2 separate regions of the Mus musculus genome follow, and region 2 is linked to region 1. A link is a contact called in public HiChIP or PLAC-seq data. All regions are on one chromosome and are shown on one strand. Each heading gives the region's core, a stretch centred on a gene start, on an enhancer-like site or on the middle of the called end of the contact. The rest is flanking DNA. Distances are from core to core; before and after follow the strand shown. Region 1 holds the start of Ehmt2 (euchromatic histone lysine N-methyltransferase 2). Region 2 holds the start of Rpp21 (ribonuclease P 21 subunit).

What was found. HiChIP or PLAC-seq counts read pairs in DNA pulled down with a chosen protein or histone mark.
Region 2: a contact with region 1 is called in an HNF4G HiChIP or PLAC-seq map of pancreatic cancer cells. The contact joins the promoter of Rpp21 here to the promoter of Ehmt2 in region 1. A contact is called at or near these places in 1 of 39 promoter capture datasets (erythroid cells) and 1 of 115 datasets of contacts at active chromatin or transcription factors (pancreatic cancer cells).

Annotation. Positions count from the first base shown.
Region 1 is chr17:34,897,186-34,901,115 of GRCm38.p6, reverse strand. Ehmt2 (euchromatic histone lysine N-methyltransferase 2) reads right to left here and starts at 2,146. Exons shown (of 27, transcript NM_145830.3): 1 at 1,863-2,146; 2 at 1,550-1,756; 3 at 1,200-1,456. The coding sequence starts at 2,142.
Region 2 is chr17:36,255,629-36,259,558 of GRCm38.p6, reverse strand. It overlaps Rpp21 (ribonuclease P 21 subunit), which reads left to right and starts at 1,713. Exons shown (of 5, transcript NM_026308.2): 1 at 1,713-1,776; 2 at 1,853-1,953; 3 at 2,035-2,117; 4 at 3,490-3,615; 5 at 3,761-3,886. The coding sequence starts at 1,720. The coding sequence ends at 3,846. It overlaps Trim39 (tripartite motif-containing 39), which reads left to right. Exons shown (of 7, transcript NM_178281.1): 7 at 1-686.

The DNA of each region.
Region 1 (3,930 bases), core at 897-3,396:
AGAAAGAGTAAAGAAAAAAAAAAAGAAAGAAAAAAATTAAATGTAGAAGCTGGGTGGGGTGGATCATAGCAAGTTCAGTCTACATGAGACCATCTCAAAAAGAGGAAATAAAACAAGGGCCAGAGATATGGCTCAGCAGTTAAGAGCACTGACTGCTCTTCCAGAGGTCTTGAGTTCAAATCCCAGCAACCACATGGTGTGGCTCACAACCATCTGTAATGGGATCTGATTCCCTCTTCTGGTGTGTCTGAAGACAGTTACAGTATATTCATATACATAAAATAAATAAATAAATCTTTTTTAAAAAAAAGATTATAAATAAAAGGCATGTGTGTACACCTTCAGCCCCAGGATGTAGGAGACAGAAAAAGGTAGATCTCTGTGAGTTAAAGGCCAGCCTGGTCTACACAGCCAGCCAGCCAGGGCTACACAGTGAGACCCTGTTACACACACACACACACACAAAACAACAAAAAACAAAAACTACTCTCTCAAAACAAAATAAAGCTCAAAACAAACAACAAAATAAACGAAACAAGACCCAGAGGAAGGCTACACAAGCCATACTTAAGCTGAATCAAGAGCCCTTAAAACCTTGACATAATTTTGATTTCCAGGTTCTTGTCACACACACACACACACACACACACACACACGCCTCCGCCCACATTCTGTCATTATGTGGCCTTCCCAGGGAAGAGTTCCCAGTAAAAACTTTATCTGGTTTGAGACTGGTCTCAAAGTAGGGATTTGAAAAACAAACAAACAAACAAACAAACAAACGAACAAACCAACCTCCCTAAGCATTTGTTCAGAGGCAAAAAACAAAACAAAAAAAACACAAACTTGGGAAGGCTGATCCTGCCCAGTCATTTGTGTAATTAGGACAATAACTATATAATTAATTCTACATCTGTCAGTCTCCTCTGCTGACCACCCCTCCCCAAAGAACACAAACTCCAGGAAGCCGACAATTACTCTGCTCACAGAGGCCCAGCCCAACAGCTGACACTTGGTAGCCTATTGGTAAATTCGAAAAAAAAAATCTGAATACAAGAGGTCTAAGGCTAAATCCCGGAAGAAGGAAAAAAAAAAAAAAAAAAACCCAAAAGAACAAACCACCAACAAAAACAAAACAAAACAAAAAATCCGACCCAGAGACTCCCCAAGTCTCTCCACCCCAACTTCCACACTCTCACCTGTCCGTTGCTAGGTTTGGACATGGTTTTCCGGGCTCGGTGCACTTTGGGCTGCCCCTCCTGGGCGGCAGTTGTTGCCGGAGAGGGTTCAGGCCCAGCAGTTGCAGCTCCCTGGGCCCCGGGCATGCTCAACAGCCTCATGGCCAAACTCTGGACCGAGGGGGGCGACTTTCCTGCCCCTGTCATTGACATTTTGGCCCGACTGGGACAGGCACCCCCCTTGCTGGGGGAAGAGGGGAACGACTTTGTGGCATGGCCTAGAAAAGAGGCAGGCAGAAAGGGGGTGCAGGGTGAGCAGGCATGCAGAAAGCCCCTCTGCGCCCCGTCTCCCTCACTCCCCAGTCTCTCACCCAGCACGATGCGACCCCCATCTCCCTCCAGGCTCTCGGGTTCGTCCCCGATGAGTGATGCGGCCCCGACAGGGGTGTCAGCCCCCTCATCGCCGACGGTGACAGTGACAGAGGCCGGAGAGGAGGGGCCGGCAGGCTCCAAGGAGTCGGGGTTGGCCTTGGGAAGGGTCTCCTCACTCTGAGGGGTGTCCCCCAAAGAGCTATGAACTGTCGGGAGGGGAAAAGAAAAAGTTCAGGGCTGAAAGCTCCCGGGATCCCGTGTTGGGGGTGGGGAGGGTGGAGGTCCGGTCGGGCCTGCTCCTGCTGCACTCACCTCTCTCGGCGGCTCCTCGGGGCTCCTTCTCCAGCAGCAGCGCCCCCATCTCAGCGGGGGCCTCCCCCTGGGAGGGGAGACAAGGAACCGGGGGGCCGGTCAGCCCGGCAGGCAGCTGGGGGGCCCAAGACGCCTGGGCCCTGGGCAGCGAGAGCAGGCTTCGGGGCCTACCTCGCCCTCGGTGGGCGCCCCCCCGACCGCGGCCGCGGCCGCCCGTGGGGGCCGCACGCCCCCGCCCCCGGGCCCGCATCAGCCCCCTCCCTCTCGGCAGACCCCGCATCTCTGGGGCCGGGAGCAGAGGAGGGGGAGGGGGCGGGGCCTCCGCGCCCCGGCCCCGCCCCCTCCTCCCGGCTGCACGCGCCGCTCCCCCTTTGTCCCCCAGGCCGCGGGGACCCCGGCCACCAACCCCTGCAACGCCCGCTGCGCCCCAGCCCGGCGGACGGCCCCTCGCGCCCCTCGCGCGGGCTCCCGGGGTCGCGGTGCCCACCGCCCACGCAGGGGCAGCGGGCGGCGGCACGTGCGACTCGGCGCCCACTCCCCCCACCTCCCACCCCCTGGTCCCCTCATCCGCCCCCGGTGTTGGCCCCCTGGTTTGCTGTAAGTTCGGCTCGGGCCCCCCGGCCCCGTTGCACCCCCGGAGCATTGCACGAGCGCGCGCTTCCCCCGGGCGCGCGCGCGGGCATGCACCCGCCTCTCCCCCTCCCCTTCCGCACCTCGGCGGCCGCCGCCGCAGCAGCTCCCGCCGCCGCCGCCATCGCCGCTTGCGCGGGGGGCCGAGCCGGCGCGCGGCCGCCCCGGGTCACGTGGACAAGGAGGGAGGGCGAGAAGACGCCTTAAAGGAGCCGCTGCGGGCCTCTTGGCCATTTTTGCCCCCCAGAATGGCCCTGGAGGTCCAGAACTGGGGCCTGTAGGGGAGAGGGCGTTCGCTCCTAGCCTGGGCTCCGCCGGGAGCAAGGGTGAGGCTCGACTGGGCTGTGGCTTCCCTGTCCCCGCCCGGTTTTGGGAACACGTGTAGCCTGAGCCTTTGCAGCTGCCGCGTGTGCCTTTCCCGTTCTGAGCCGCCAGATAGAAGGCTGGGACTATATCAGTTTTGAACTTTAGTGCACAAGAAGGGGCGACAGAGACTCACGGAAGACACCTTTACTTCTGGGTCAGTGTGCTTTTGGAAATCTGGGGGAAGTGTCTTCGGTTGCACTAGATATGTCAACTGAATGCAGCGGAGACCTCAATCTATTGACAGTAACTATTTCTGCCCAAATACTTCTCCATGGAGGGGGGGGGTCATGGTCCAGCAGACAGCTTAAGTATGATGGTAGACACAGCAAGTATACAACCCTGAACACTATCGAGGGCACCATCCCCCTCCAGGCATTAAGTCCTAGCCAAAGCTTGAAAATGCCTGTATGGTTGCTCACACAATATTGGACAGACAGGTACTTATGTTACTGGGCCCAAGGCCAATTCGGCATCTTATGGGAACTGTAGTCCTCTTTGGATTAAAAACTTTTCAGAGCTTTCTGGGAATTGTAGTCTTCTAGGTAATCAACTATAAGTTTAGCTGGTATTTCAACTTTCCTTAAAACTTGAGCAAAAATATGCAACAGATGCCCTTTTGCCATCTCTGTGGGTTCACTGGTCACCTGTGGCCCATGGCTTGCACTGCCACCAAACCCCGCATGGTTTATGCCAGCACCAGGGTTGCCAATCACTGTGTGATAAGGTTTCTGCCTAAGTGTTTAGGGCGTGTTCCGAGTCTCTGCTTGAGGCTCCTTTTGGCATGGGACTACAATTGTTAGCGCTGGGAGAATCTATGGTGGGTAGTCACACACATGCAATTGCCAGAATATAAAGAAAAAATGTTTTTGTTTGTTTTTTTTGTTTATTTTTATGGAAAACAAAAACTAAAACCCCAAACTCCAGAAAAAATCCTAAAAAATAGTTTTCTTTAAAAATACTGTATGTCTCTACTCCTCTCCCTCCCCCCAACAGCCCTCCTTGTGTCCTTTTTTTCTAAGTGCCCTGCCCCCCCACCCCTCCGCTACTCACTGTTCTCGCTACTGTAGCCTAA
Region 2 (3,930 bases), core at 464-2,963, 1.4 Mb before region 1:
AGAGACAGGCGGATTTCTGAGTTCAAGGCCAGCCTGGTCTACAAAGTGAGTTCCAGGACAGCCACAGCTATACAGAGAAACCCTGTCTCAAAAAACTCAAAAAGAAAAAGACATACATCGGTCCTTCCATTGTTTCCCAAGGCAACTTGGAGAGGAGTCAGATATTAGAGGAGAGAGAAAGGTGTAGCTAAAGCCTTGGCCTTAAGGAATGTTCCTAAGTGGTTATTCCCAACTTGTCCACCTTGCCCCCTGGCTCAAAGACCTAAGGAAAGAAGGGAAGGTGATGGAGTCTTTCTCACCCATGAGAACAGGGTAGAAGAGGGTGGTTTGTGTAGCAAAGGGCCAGAAGACAGCTAAGCTTCTATTTCTATCCTTCACCCTTTGACATTCCCCTTTTCAGAGAATGTAAATTATTTTAATTTTAGGCCAAAATAAACAACCCATAGGGTACATATTTTGTCACAAAAGGTACCAGATGCATGCCAAACCAAACAACCTGGATTATCTGCTGCCTGGGTAATCTTCACACAAGACTGAGACAAGAAACTGCAGTGAGGGCATTCAGTTCCTCCTACCACCTCAACAGGACTTTGTCCACTCTACTCTTACCTTTGTGCCTTGACTGTGGTTCTTTGTGGCAAGATAATTGGTTGGTGAAAATATGGAACAAAGGATCCACTAATGTGATCTCTTGAGTTGCGTGGTAATTTGTCAGTGGATGGGTGTGGAAACTGTATGTTCTTGAGTCTCACCTTCTGTCCTTAATGGAGGTTTGGGTAAGCTTAGGAATCCACATTTTAATACACTCCCCTCATTTGTCTCTGAAGGCCCATACAAAACACCCAGGGTAAGTTTCAACGAATTGCCTAACTCTGAGCCAGCAGTCTGGTTCCCCACAGATCCTGCAGGGGCCTGGATCCCTCTGCTTCTGACCTTAGCCAGTAACTGGGAATCAGAAGTAAACACCAAGCCAGGTTGAATAAATGAGAAAAGGTCAGAGGAAGGAGGGTGAAGTAGATACTAATAAATAGCCGAGGAGACCGGCCATGCTGTTGTCTGGTTATTTGTGCTGTTCATGTAGCTACTAGCCCTTGGAACAGCAAGTGCCTTTAATAAGAAGTGGGAGAAAGGCAAGAAGCTCTTTGCTTAGGGATGTTTTGTCCTGTTAACTTATTTCCTCCCTTGTGATCTGATCTTTCACACTTTCAGGTCCATGGGCACTAATGCTTTTTATTTTTGAGACAGGGTCTGGCAATGTAGCCCATAATTCATATCCTGTAATTTATGGTAGTCCTACCTCAACCTCTCCAGTGGTGAGATAGCCAGAATATAACACCAGTTATTCTGGGCATTGACTGTTTTGTTATGTTACATCCGTTCATAGAAGTCCCAAGCATCTACCCTCGGCTTCAGAAGAGTAAGACAAAATCTAACCCAATGTCCACCGCAAACAACCCTCTTTCCAACCATAAAAGACAGGACTTCGGTCCTGTTATGTTTATGTACTTTAAGATCCTTTACCTGTTCCACGTCTACCTAATACGTGAGGGATACCAAACTAGGGCTGCCTGCACACAGAAGACCTGTGGGGTCCTCTGGTTTCTGACAGAAGCTGGTGCGGGGCTGAGGGCCCCCCCCCCTCCCGCACTACAGTTCCCAGCAGACGTTGCGCACTGCGCACGTCTGGGGCGGGACATCCGCAAGGAGGGGCAGACACTCATGGCGGGCCCAGTGAAGGACCGGGAAGCCTTCCAGAGACTCAGCTTCCTGTACCAGGTGAGACGCGCTCGGGGTGGGTGGCAGCCCGGTGTTGCGGCCGCAGAGTAACCTGGATGGCCGTCCTTGTTCCCAGGCTGCACACTGCGTCCTCTCTCAGAACCCCGAGAACCAGGCGCTGGCTAGGTTTTACTGCCACACAGAGAAAACCATCGCGAAGCGGCTGGTCCTCCGGCAGTAAGGCACAGGGTGGCGGGCAGGACCCGGGGCGCGGGCTGGCAGGCAGGCAGACAGCGACCTCCTCTCTTCCTCACCCAGGGACCCCTCTGTGAAGAGGACGCTCTGTCGCAGCTGCTCCTCTCTCCTCATTCCGGGCCTCACCTGCACGCAGCGCCAGAGACGTGAGTGCTGCCCCAGAGACATTTGTGAGGTGGGGACACTAGAGGACAGGGCAGGGCTCAGCAGCTCCACCTAGAGATGGAGACTTTCTGCAGCTGACTTAGTCCCTAAAACTATCTTGGACTACATGACACTCCTTAGTTTAAAAAAAAAACAAAAACAAAAAAAACAAAGCGATTTCGTTATTATTTCATTCCTAGGGTGCATTAAGCACTACTTACTAGCTGAGTGGGTTGTGGAGGTTCACGCCTTTTATCCCAGCACTTGGGAGGTAGAAGCAGGTGGATTTCATGAGTTTAAGCCTATCCTGATCTACATAATCCGGACTGGCCAGGTCTGCATAAAGAAACCCTGTCTCACACAAAAACACATACTGTCTCTTTGCTTTTGGTTTTGATTTTGTTTTGTTTTGTTTTTTGGCACAAGTGTCACAGTAGCCCAGACTGGCCTCCAATTCCCTGCAGTCTCCTGCCCCCACATCCCTAGCTAGGATTACAAGCATGAGACAACACACCCAGCTACTGGAGTCGTAATTTTAAATGCTTCAGTTGGTAGGGGTAGAGTGCTGAGTCCTACCAGTGGCAGGGAGGTAGGTATAACATGATAAACAAGAGTCAAACACTCTAGACGCTGGGATTCCCACACGAGAGAATGTGTGCTTTGTAGGGGCTTGGGAGATGGTTCCGTGGTTACTGTGCCCGATAAGCTTAAGTGTGAGGGCCTGACTTCAGATCTCCAACACCTGTGTACAAGCAGGTTGTAAGCCCAGCCAGCCTTGGGGAGCAGGTGAAGACGTACAGATCCTCCAGAGCACTCTCTGGCCAGGCAGTCTAGCTGAAAACATCTAGTCCCAGGTTCAGTGAGAGACCCTGTTCCAAAAAGACATGGTGGAATGTGGTAAAGGAAGACAGACACCCAAACTAGATTTCTGTCCTCCACATATATATCTAGATGAGTGTTCCTGTGTGCATACACACACACACACACACAAACACACGTACTCATGCATATAACAGTAACACATATGTGTATATACAATATGAATGTATAAATAAAAATAGGAATTTTTAAAAAAGAATCTGTGCTATAAGAAAAGGAATGCTCAGGAGGCTGGAGTTTGAGGTGGGCAAGATGGAGAGAGGTGAAACTGGACAGGAAGCTAGGCTGTGTTAAAGAGTTTGAACTTCACTTTAGAGTTCCAAGGGATTGATATGTATGCAGGCCTCCCACACACATCAGATCTACAAACCAAGTGCAGATGGGATGGATTTTCTATTGATGGTGGAAGGAAGACTGCAGACATACAAAAAAAAAAAGAGCAAAACCTTTATGTCAGAAGCCTAGGCACTTCCTTCTTTCCCGTTTATGCCCCAGGCCGAAAGGGACAGCGCTGGACAGTACAGACCTGTCTGACATGCCAGCGGAGCCAGAGATTCCTCAACGACCCTAAGCATCTGCTCTGGGGTGACCGGCCTGAAGCCCAGCTGGAAAATCAGGCAGGTGAGCAGTGGTAAGGAAAGATAAAGGAGCCTCCAAGAGATGGGACAGTAGAGAGCCAAGAGTAGGAAAGGGGGTGAGCCTGGTTAATATAAGGTGTGTTGGAATCTTAGGAAATTAATTCTTCTCTGATTCTCCTCCTATGTAGACATCAATCCATCAGAGCCCCTGCCAAACATAGCTGACCTCCCCAAAGAGAACATTCAGACTCAGGCTTTGAACACCAGTGAATGACTTCACTCCACTTGCCAGATAAATAAAGTTGAGTTGTTTGACTTTGTGTTCTGTGGTATCTCAACTGGTTATATCATCTTCCTC